2 separate regions of the Mus musculus genome follow, and region 1 is linked to region 2. The links are chromatin contacts, called in public promoter capture Hi-C maps. All regions are on one chromosome and are shown on one strand. Each heading gives the region's core, a stretch centred on a gene start, on an enhancer-like site or on the middle of the called end of the contact. The rest is flanking DNA. Distances are from core to core; before and after follow the strand shown.

The links. Capture Hi-C pulls out chosen DNA fragments and counts their contacts.
Region 1: a contact with region 2 is called in a promoter capture Hi-C map of liver, with 2.4 times the contacts expected there. The contact joins the promoter of Tnfaip1 here to the promoter of Crlf3 in region 2. A contact is called at or near these places in 1 of 39 promoter capture datasets (pre-B cells), 1 of 115 datasets of contacts at active chromatin or transcription factors (astrocytes) and 1 of 9 other capture datasets (liver).

What each region holds. Positions count from the first base shown.
Region 1 is chr11:78,533,883-78,538,612 of GRCm38.p6, reverse strand. Tnfaip1 (tumor necrosis factor, alpha-induced protein 1 (endothelial)) reads left to right here and starts at 2,353. Exons shown (of 7, transcript NM_001159392.1): 1 at 2,353-2,527. It overlaps Ift20 (intraflagellar transport 20), which reads right to left and starts at 2,252. Exons shown (of 6, transcript NM_018854.5): 1 at 2,037-2,252; 2 at 1-103.
Region 2 is chr11:80,079,001-80,083,245 of GRCm38.p6, reverse strand. Crlf3 (cytokine receptor-like factor 3) reads left to right here and starts at 2,255. Exons shown (of 8, transcript NM_018776.2): 1 at 2,255-2,462. The coding sequence starts at 2,334.

The DNA.
Region 1 (4,730 bases), core at 1,104-3,603, 1.5 Mb after region 2:
TTCAACATACATTTCTTGAGTGCCTACTACATGCCGACACTGCTAGATGCTGGGCGTAAAGATGAATGCAACATGGTGCCTGCCCTGGAGCAGCACAGCTTAGCTGGAGGAAAACAGACACGTGAACCTGAAGGATTATATTGCATCAAGTGATTTTTACAGAAATATCACTAAGCAAGGAGAAAAGACAATTTCAGTTCACTTGGGTGTATCTGGCCTAAGCTGCGAGCGAGATAAAAGCATAGTCATAAATCCCTGTTTAAGGTCCCAAAAAGGCTTTTCAAATGCATGCCCTGAAATGAAAAACAAAACAAAACAAAAAGGATGAATTTTAAAATGAGAGTTAAAAGCTAGCTATGGTCATGCGTGACTCTAATTCTAGCAACTCACTGTGTTGCTAGAAGACTGACACACGTTTAGGACCAACCTGGGCTGCATACTGAGTTCCAGGCTATCCTGTGCTACACAAGCCCTTGTCTCAAAAAAACAAAAAACAAAAAAACAATTGCCTTCCTGTGTTGTTCTAGTTGGATAGTTTGAGTATTTAAGAGCTCCTAGGGACTAACTGGACCAGGTCCTATGGAAGAGTTCATATGACATGAGACTGCAAACACTTGTTTGAACTCCTACTGCCTTCTGAGTTAACATGCATTTATCAAAAACAAAAACCCTTATTGAATCCCAGCTCCAAGGACAGAGTGAACATAGTGTCTCTAGACAGACAGTAAGCAAATAAACACAAACTGTGATCAGGGTATGAGGAACAGCGCTCAGTGCTCTGTCAGGATTCTACAGGAGGACATAACTCAAGTAGGCAGAGAGGTCAACAAAAGCCTTCAGAAAAAACAATCTGGGACCTAAACACGTCCAGAAAATCTTCTAAGAGAAGGGAGAGGGACATTGTGGGCATAGGGAAAAGCATATGGGGGCGTCCTAAGGCTGGAAGATTTTGACACAAAGGGTCCTGGGATCAAAACAGCAAGAGGGAGCAAGGCTGGCAACCGGCTATAGCTGGATGAGTAAATGAACTTGGGTTTTGTTTTGTTTGTCGAGACAGGGTTTCTCTGTGTAGCCCTGGCTGTCCTGGAACTCACTTTTGTAGACCAGGCTGGCCTCGAACTCAGAAATCCACCTGCCTCTGCCTCCCAAGTGCTGGGATTAAAGGCATGCGCCACCACACCCAGCTGAACTTGGATTATTTTTTATAATGATAACCGCTAGCAGTGGATTTCGGCAGTGCTTATTGATCAGAGTTGGAAAGATCACTCACTGCCTTGGCCAAACAGAGGGAACAGGGAAGAGCAGAATAGAGGCGTCCTTTCCAAATTTCTCACTGTGAGCCAAGCATCTCTAAGCAGGCTGCCTGCAGGTAAGTGGCACTCTGATAATGTTTGCAGAATGAATGAATTCATGTGGAAACAGAAGGCTGTAACAGAAGAAAAGATTTGAAGCCGAACGGGAGTTCAGAGATCAGATGATGTCTGAATTGACAGAATTTAGTAATGCTTAATGCAGCACTTTGGAGAAAAGTGAAGAAAGGAGCCAAACACGATTGCCATGGATCTGGATTGGACCGAGAGTATGGCTGGAAAGGACAGTTTAAAGAGATGGGTAAGATAGATATGGTACATAGCGGGCTATCAGATCCCCAGCCCACCCCTAACTCCCACCACAAATATGCTCCAGGAACGTGGGATTGAGTTTCCTAAGCATGAAGGCTGTGCCTGGCTCTACGCTCCCTGGCTCTCCCAGGTCCGCAGGCACAACAAATAGTTGTAGCTGTGGAGTTTGGAGAAGGCGTAGACACAGGAAGAACTGGGCAAATGGCGCGGCTGTCTTTACTAAATTATACTCCTGCAATGTCCGAACCTCGGTTCACCGGTGACATCGAGGGAGCCAGGCTGAGCTGAGTGTAAACCCGATCCCTAAAAACTCCGAGGTAGGGAAACCGCCGCTTTCCACCCGGTCCAGCCAATCCTCGGCGCTGGGTCACGTCGGCCTCCTCCCGTCCCAAGTCCTCCACGTCCCCGACCTACCTGACGAGCCGCCTCGGCAGCGCTCTGCGGCCCTGACGACTGTCGGTAGAAGCTTCTCTCCGGCAACTGCAACCGGCTGCTGCCACGGAGACAAGATCTAGGAGCCACACGTCACCCCCGAGTCCAGAAGCACCAGCATCCGCCCACCCTGCGGTGCTTGCTGGGAAATAGATGCAACACGCGATAACTGCCCACTAGGCCCAGAAGCCTTTGCTCAGGGGGCGGGGACTACGACACGGGAAGTAGATTTGTTCCCGAACCCGGAAGTAGAAGGAAGTCAAACGTCAAGTTTTCGACCCACTGCTAGCTCGCGCGCTGTGCATGCCGGGTCTTGTAGTCTCTTTCCCGATCTGTAGGGTTGGGCTGTAACTCCGGAGTCGGCGGGCGCAGGATGTGAGCTCACAGCCGAGATTGCAGGCAGCCGCAGGCCAGAGGTGGCACCGAGTCCGCTTGCTACTTGACTGAGACTCGGAGAGGCGTCCCCGCGGACGGTGAGAGCCAGAGGTGCGGGTGCAGAGGGGAAGGACAGGCTCTGCTGAGTCCTGGGCAAAAGGCACGGGATGGCGCGCGGGGATGAAGTTCAGGTCTTTTCTGGGGATGGGAGGCACCACGGATCTCAGTTTTTCAGAAGAGGAGGGGTGTGGCGGGAGAGCAGCCTACACTGCAACGAGAGACATGGGATGTTTCTCCATTTCCACTGGAGAGCCTTTGGGTGAAACATAAGAGCCGCTTCCACGATTTCTGACCTTTCTTGCCAAAATCAGCCTTCCCACCTCGCCGTACCTCGTGTCCTTCCTTTAGAACCCCAAGTCTTTGAACTACCGTGATCGTTTGCGCTTTGTTCTGCTTGGCTTCGCATTAGGTTCCCATAGAGACACGTGTATGTTCCCCAGCCCCAGGATTACCCCTCTATCCACAGGCGAAGTCCTGAGGAAAGAGCCCTGAAACTATCAGTGGAAACTTCATCCTCTCAGAAATTTCTTTCTAGGGCGTCACCTGCCATTGGACTCTTGGACCTAATTGGTCTGGGTGGAATCTGGTCTGACGTCATCTAGGACTCAAAGTAGCTCTTAGGAGGAAAAGAATAGATTAGCTCCGGATTTGACTTCCTCAGTTGGCAAGCCTAGTCACTTGGGTTTCTTTGATTTGGCAGAACGTGTTTATGTGCTTCCTTGATTCTGGGGAAATGGGACTGCACACAAAGTATGTGAGGAACTTGCTAAAACTTGTTGAGGAGTTGATTTTTTTCCCGCTTTGAGGTAAGGCGGTCAGTCGCTCACCAGTCTAGCATTGTAGTGTTACTGTCAGACTCCCGGAGCTCGTTTCCTCCATGTTCCATCACTGAAAGCAATTAAGCCATCAAAAGGATATGCTACTTAATATAGCACCAATATAGACCTTCCTGAAAGCCCCCCACTCCCGACCATTCCAAGGACATACTGAAATCTCTTCAGGGTCAGTTTTAGTTTAGCAAGCTGATGTATATACTTAATTCTTGTTTGAGGACCAGTGTTGTGGGTTTTACCTGTAAAACATGAGGAATAACAGGAAACGACTGAGTGTTCCGGTATTAAAGAGGTTGGTTCCACTTTGGGGCGTTGTTGTTGTTGTTGTTTCTGTTTACAGCATTGCTTCTGTGGTGTAAGCCTTTATCATCACTTGCCTGGACCAGTCCTTCCTCTGATTTTCCCATTTCCTTTCATGTACTTTTGCATCCCACACAGCATCAAGTTGTCCTTGGATCACATCACTCCCCTGCTAAAAGCCTTCCCCGACCCCAAAGTCTGTTGCAATTCCCATAAACCCCAGCTCTTCCTTCTCATGTAGCACTTGTCTTCTCTGGCTTCCTGCCAGACCATCCTCCCTCTTCTTCCTATATACCCGCCGCCATGTCACTACTGTCCCCAAAATGTGTTCCTTTTAGACAATTTATGTGTGTGCTGATTTTGCCTGCATGTGTGTCTGTGTACCACATGTGTGCCTGGAGCCCACAGTGACCAGAAGAGGGCATCAGAACTCCTACGACTGGAGTTATAGATGGTTGTGAGCCACTATATGAATGCTAGGAATTGAACCTAGGTCCTAGAAGAGCATCCAGTACGTCTAACTGCTGAGCCATCTCTCTAGCCCCATAAAACTTGTTTCACTTTTTAACATTTTTGTTTGTACGTGTGTGTGCCTGAGTGTATATATGTGTACCATGTGTGTGCATGCAGCAGCACCCATAAGAGGGTGTCAGATCTCCTGGAACAGGATACAGAGTATTGTAAGCCTTTTGATTTGGGTGCTATCTGGGTCTAACTGTATCTGGGTCTACTGCAAGAGGAATACACTTTTTTTTTTGAAGTTATAATCTCTTTTATTTTTAATTTATTTTTATTTTTAATTTATTTATTATATGTAAGTACACTGTAGCTGTCTTCAGACACTCCAGAAGAGGGAGTCAGATCTCATTATGGATGGTTGTGAGCCACCATGTGGTTGCTGGGATTTGAACTCCAGACCTTCGGAAGAGCAGTCGGGTGCTCTTACCCACTGAACCATCTCACCAGCCCCCAGGAATATACTTTTTAAAGGCAGTTTTTTTTTTTTTTTTACTTTTTAAAAAGATTTATTTCATTTATATGAGTACATTGTCACTGTCTTCAGACACCAGAAGAGGTGTCGAATTACAGATGGTTGTGAGCCACCATG
Region 2 (4,245 bases), core at 1,006-3,505:
CCTTGAACCTGAGAAATCCACTTGCCTCTGCCTCCTGAGTGATGGGATCAAGGACATGTACCCTTACTGCCTGGCTGGCCCTTGATCATTAAAACATGATTTTTTTTTCTTAAAGATTTATTTATTTTATTTTTGTGAGTACACTGTTGCTGTTTTTCAGACACACCAGAAGAGGGAATCAGATCCCATTACAGATGGTTGTGAGCCACCATATGGTTGCTGGGAATTGAACTCAGGACCTCTGGAAGAGCAGTCAGTGCTCTTAACCGCTGAGCCATTTCTCCAGCCCCAAAACATGATTTTTATTTTATTTTATGAGTGTTTTGCCTGCATGTATGTATGTGCACTATGTGTATGCCTGGTACTCTCAAAAGCCAGAAAAGACGGTCAGATTCCCCATGACTGGAATCAGAGACAGTCCTGAGTTACCATGTCAGTGCTGGGAATCTAACCTGGCTCCCCAGGAGGAACAATCAAAGCTCTTAACCACTGAGGCATCTCTGTAGTTCCTTCCAAACTTTACCTGCAAATATAGTATTCTGTTCTATCTTTTCAGCAACTCTTGTCCATATATTTATTAGACTCTCCTCCTACTCCTATCCTTAAGTTTGTCTTTCCTACTTTGTCCTACTGTTTTCTACTCGCATGGTTAATGCCTTAATTCATTTAGCAGATACCAACTATTTACTAAGTATTAGGCTATGTTATCTTTAGGATAAAAACAGCTCTTCTGGCCACTCTCTCCATTTTTCTTTCAAAAGGGCTTCCTTCTATTTTCTTTACTTTCTTATTTTATTTATTCATTTTTTGTTTGTTTGTTTGTTTGAAGATTACGGTTTCTCTGTGTAGCCCTGGCCATTGTGGAACTCAGTCTTTAGGCCTCAAACTCAAAAGATTTACCTGTCACTGGCTGGGACTAAAGGGGTTTGTCACCACTGCCCAGCTGTTTTCCTTATTTTCAAGTATTCTTTTATTTCTTCTTCTCCTCTCTTCCTTCCCCTCCCCACTTTATTTATTTATTTATTTATTTATAGACCAGGCTGGCCTGGAACTCCCCCTCCCTACTTTTGAAAGTGTCTTTTTTTTTTTTCCAGACAGTGTTTTATATCACTCACGTTTCTCCCAGACTCACTACGTAACAACCAGATAACTGTTCTGAGTTCCAGATCTTCCCAAGAGCTGGGAGTAGAGGGTATGCCCCTATGTTTCGCCCATGTGGGAAGAACAGTCTGACCTGGAACATCTTCGATCTGGCCTCTAATACAGATCCATTGCATAATCCTGAGACAATCCTGTACCGTGTCTGATCCTGCTGAGGACAATTTACACACCTTGGGCTTATGGCTCATTTAAGGACTCAAATCCAACCAGTTTTAGTGTGGCTTTTCAGCAGATCACTTTTTACCGTTTTAATAGTTTGGGGGGAAAATTACAAAGACCATGTTGTGACACGTGAAAGTTATTATGCCATATCTAAAATTCTGTATTGAAAGGTTTATTTTTACATCCTTGTTGTCCAATCTGCCTTTTTTGCTCCCCATTCCAAGCAACCCTCCTTCCCCGGCCTCTCTTAGGGCTGAAACACAGGAGCAAGCGGCTCCTCTTGTTTTTACTATACATGGTCACACCCATTTACTTAATACAGCGAAACATACACTTTATCACATGCCAGCAGATATTTATCGGGAGGCCCTTACCGAAGAAAACGTGCCATCATTCGCCTTGGCCTTCTGCCAAGATTGCTGTACAGCTGGTCATCACTTGGGCCTCTCTCTCTCTTTCACCTCCCTCCTAAGAGTATCTAGGTAGTGGCGCCTGGGTCAAGTATCCTCCCAAAATTCCCGCCTCAGCTGGCATTTACTAGGAAGGTAGTACAGCGACGATTTAAGGCCCAGAGCTGTAGCCTCGGCCCTGGAGATCATGCACTGAGTTTAGGAGAGTAGATCCCCCCTCTGTGTCCCTCCACTTCCTCCACTGTGCAGGGCAGATAAGTAGTGCAGTAAGATAAGAAGTGGGAAGCACTTAGAGACGTGTTCACGTGTTTCTACTCTAGCCTCCACTTGTTTCCTGAGGAAGTGTCCAGGCGGGCGCAGCAAAGAGGCCGGAGGAGGAGCTGAGCAGACGGCGCAGCAGGTTTCACTCACTCAGACCAAGGCGCCATTAGTGCCTGTGTCCCCCCCACCCCCACCCCCCGGCGTCTGTCAATCAAGCGGCAGCGGGGGCGGGGCGTGAAGGACAGGGCAGGGCGGGGCGGCGCTTCCGCTGCGCGAGGCCGCTCGGGGTCGCTCGCGGGAGCTAGGCGCAGTCGGGAATCCGGCGGGCCGCGCGACCAGATGAAGGGCGCGATGGAGCCGGAGCCCGAGGTGCTGCTTCAGGAAGCCCGCGAGAACGTGGAGGCGGCGCAGAGCTACCGGCGGGAGCTGGGCCAGCGGCTGCAGGGGCTGCGGGAGGCGCAGAGGCAGGTCGGAGGGCCGCTGCGGGCCTTAGAGGGCGCGGGCCGGAGGGTGGGCGCGCGCGGCGGGGGCGCCCCGAGGCTCAGCAGAGGAAGTGGGTCGCAGACCTGTGGGAGACGTGACATGGGGAGGTGGGTCCTGCAGAGTTCTTCAAGGGAAAGATAAGTTTGGCGGACTGAGAAAGAGTTTGGGGAGCGCTCCTGAGCCGCCTCGCGGGGCACTTGGTGAGCGTAGGGGTGGTGTCCGAGGATGAACCACGGGAGCAAAACCCGAGGGATCGCAGAGTGAAGATCGGAAAAGAGAGTTGGGAGGAAGAGGGCATAGTCAGGGGAAACCTGCGACAGATAACTCGGTTTAGAAAGCCTGAGGGCACTGACCTGGGGACAGTAAAGGTGGAGACGAAGTAGAGGGAGAGGGAAGAAGTAAGGAGAAATGGAGAGGTTGAGCAGCAGTGACCTTAATGCCGAATGAATGGGGACGGGGGGGGGGGGGGGTTGTTATTTGAACATCTCACAAGATCCCGAACGCCTTGAACAACCTTTTAGAGTAATCTCTAGACAGGCTAGAACTGAAGGTGAAGGATGTTGAAGGGCAGAAGGAGCAAAACAAGATGTTTCAGGGAGGGTATACAAAGGTGAAGGGAAATGGAAAAACAGATTTTAAGAGAGGACTGGTAATAGAAGAGGCTAAATACACTTTCAAGTACTGCAGTTATCTCTCCACAAGGAAAGGTCGAACAGAGATAGCGGAAAGCCACATGGCTCCTCTCCACTCTCAAAGGTATACAGAAAAAGATATAAGCCCCTGCTAATGCTAGATAAGATAGATAATCCTCACATTACTATTAAGTGCTTTAGTTAATGCTTTTTGAGGAAATGGAAATTCATTAGAATTTCTCTAGGCCTAGTTTTGTAGGGTACCGTCACACTGGTAACTCCAGTGCTGCTGTGCCGAAGCAGAAAATGGTGAAGTAGTGCTGCGATAATCTTCGAATATTGTCATTGCTAATAATTTAAACCTCTCTAGAGCTGGTGTAGGCCAGGCATCAACAGTTGAGCTAGAACTAGGATCAGAATCCAGATACGACTTATGATTTAAACCTGATTTGGTGAATACTTTCAAGGTCTTCCAATGCAGACATCTGGATTTCCTTTGGAAAGAATCTGCATTATTCCTTCTGCTATTTTGAAATAAATGTTGAAAATCTAGGATTTAAAAAAAAAAGGTTTAAAATACCCTCTTTTATATAGTACTGCTTAGTCTGTGAATTTCATGTATGCATACAGTGTATTTTATCTTAGTCACCTCCCACACCACCCCCTCGAACATTTTTAAATTTTAATTTTTTAATTATTCATTTATTTTTTTTGAAACAGGGTTTCTCTGTGTAGCTCTGACCGTCCTGGAACTTGCTTTGTAGACGAGGCTGGCCTTGAACTCAAATATTTGCTAGCCTCCACCACTCAGGTTTTTTTTTTTCTTTTAAATTTATTTATTTTTTTATATATGAGCACACTGTTGATATCTTCAGACACACCAAAAGAGGGCATCAGATCCCATTACAGATGGTTGTGAGCCACCATGTGGTTGTTGGGAATTGAACTCAAAACCTCTGGAAGAGCAATCAGTGCCCTTAACCACTGAGCCATCTCCTTTTTTTTTAAAACAAACAAACAAACAAGATCTTGCTAAGTAGCCAAGGCTATCCTGGGACTCACCATGTAGCCAACCAAGGCTGGCAACAGCTGGAAATCCTCCAGCCTCAGCCTCTGGAGTACTGGGATAACAGGCA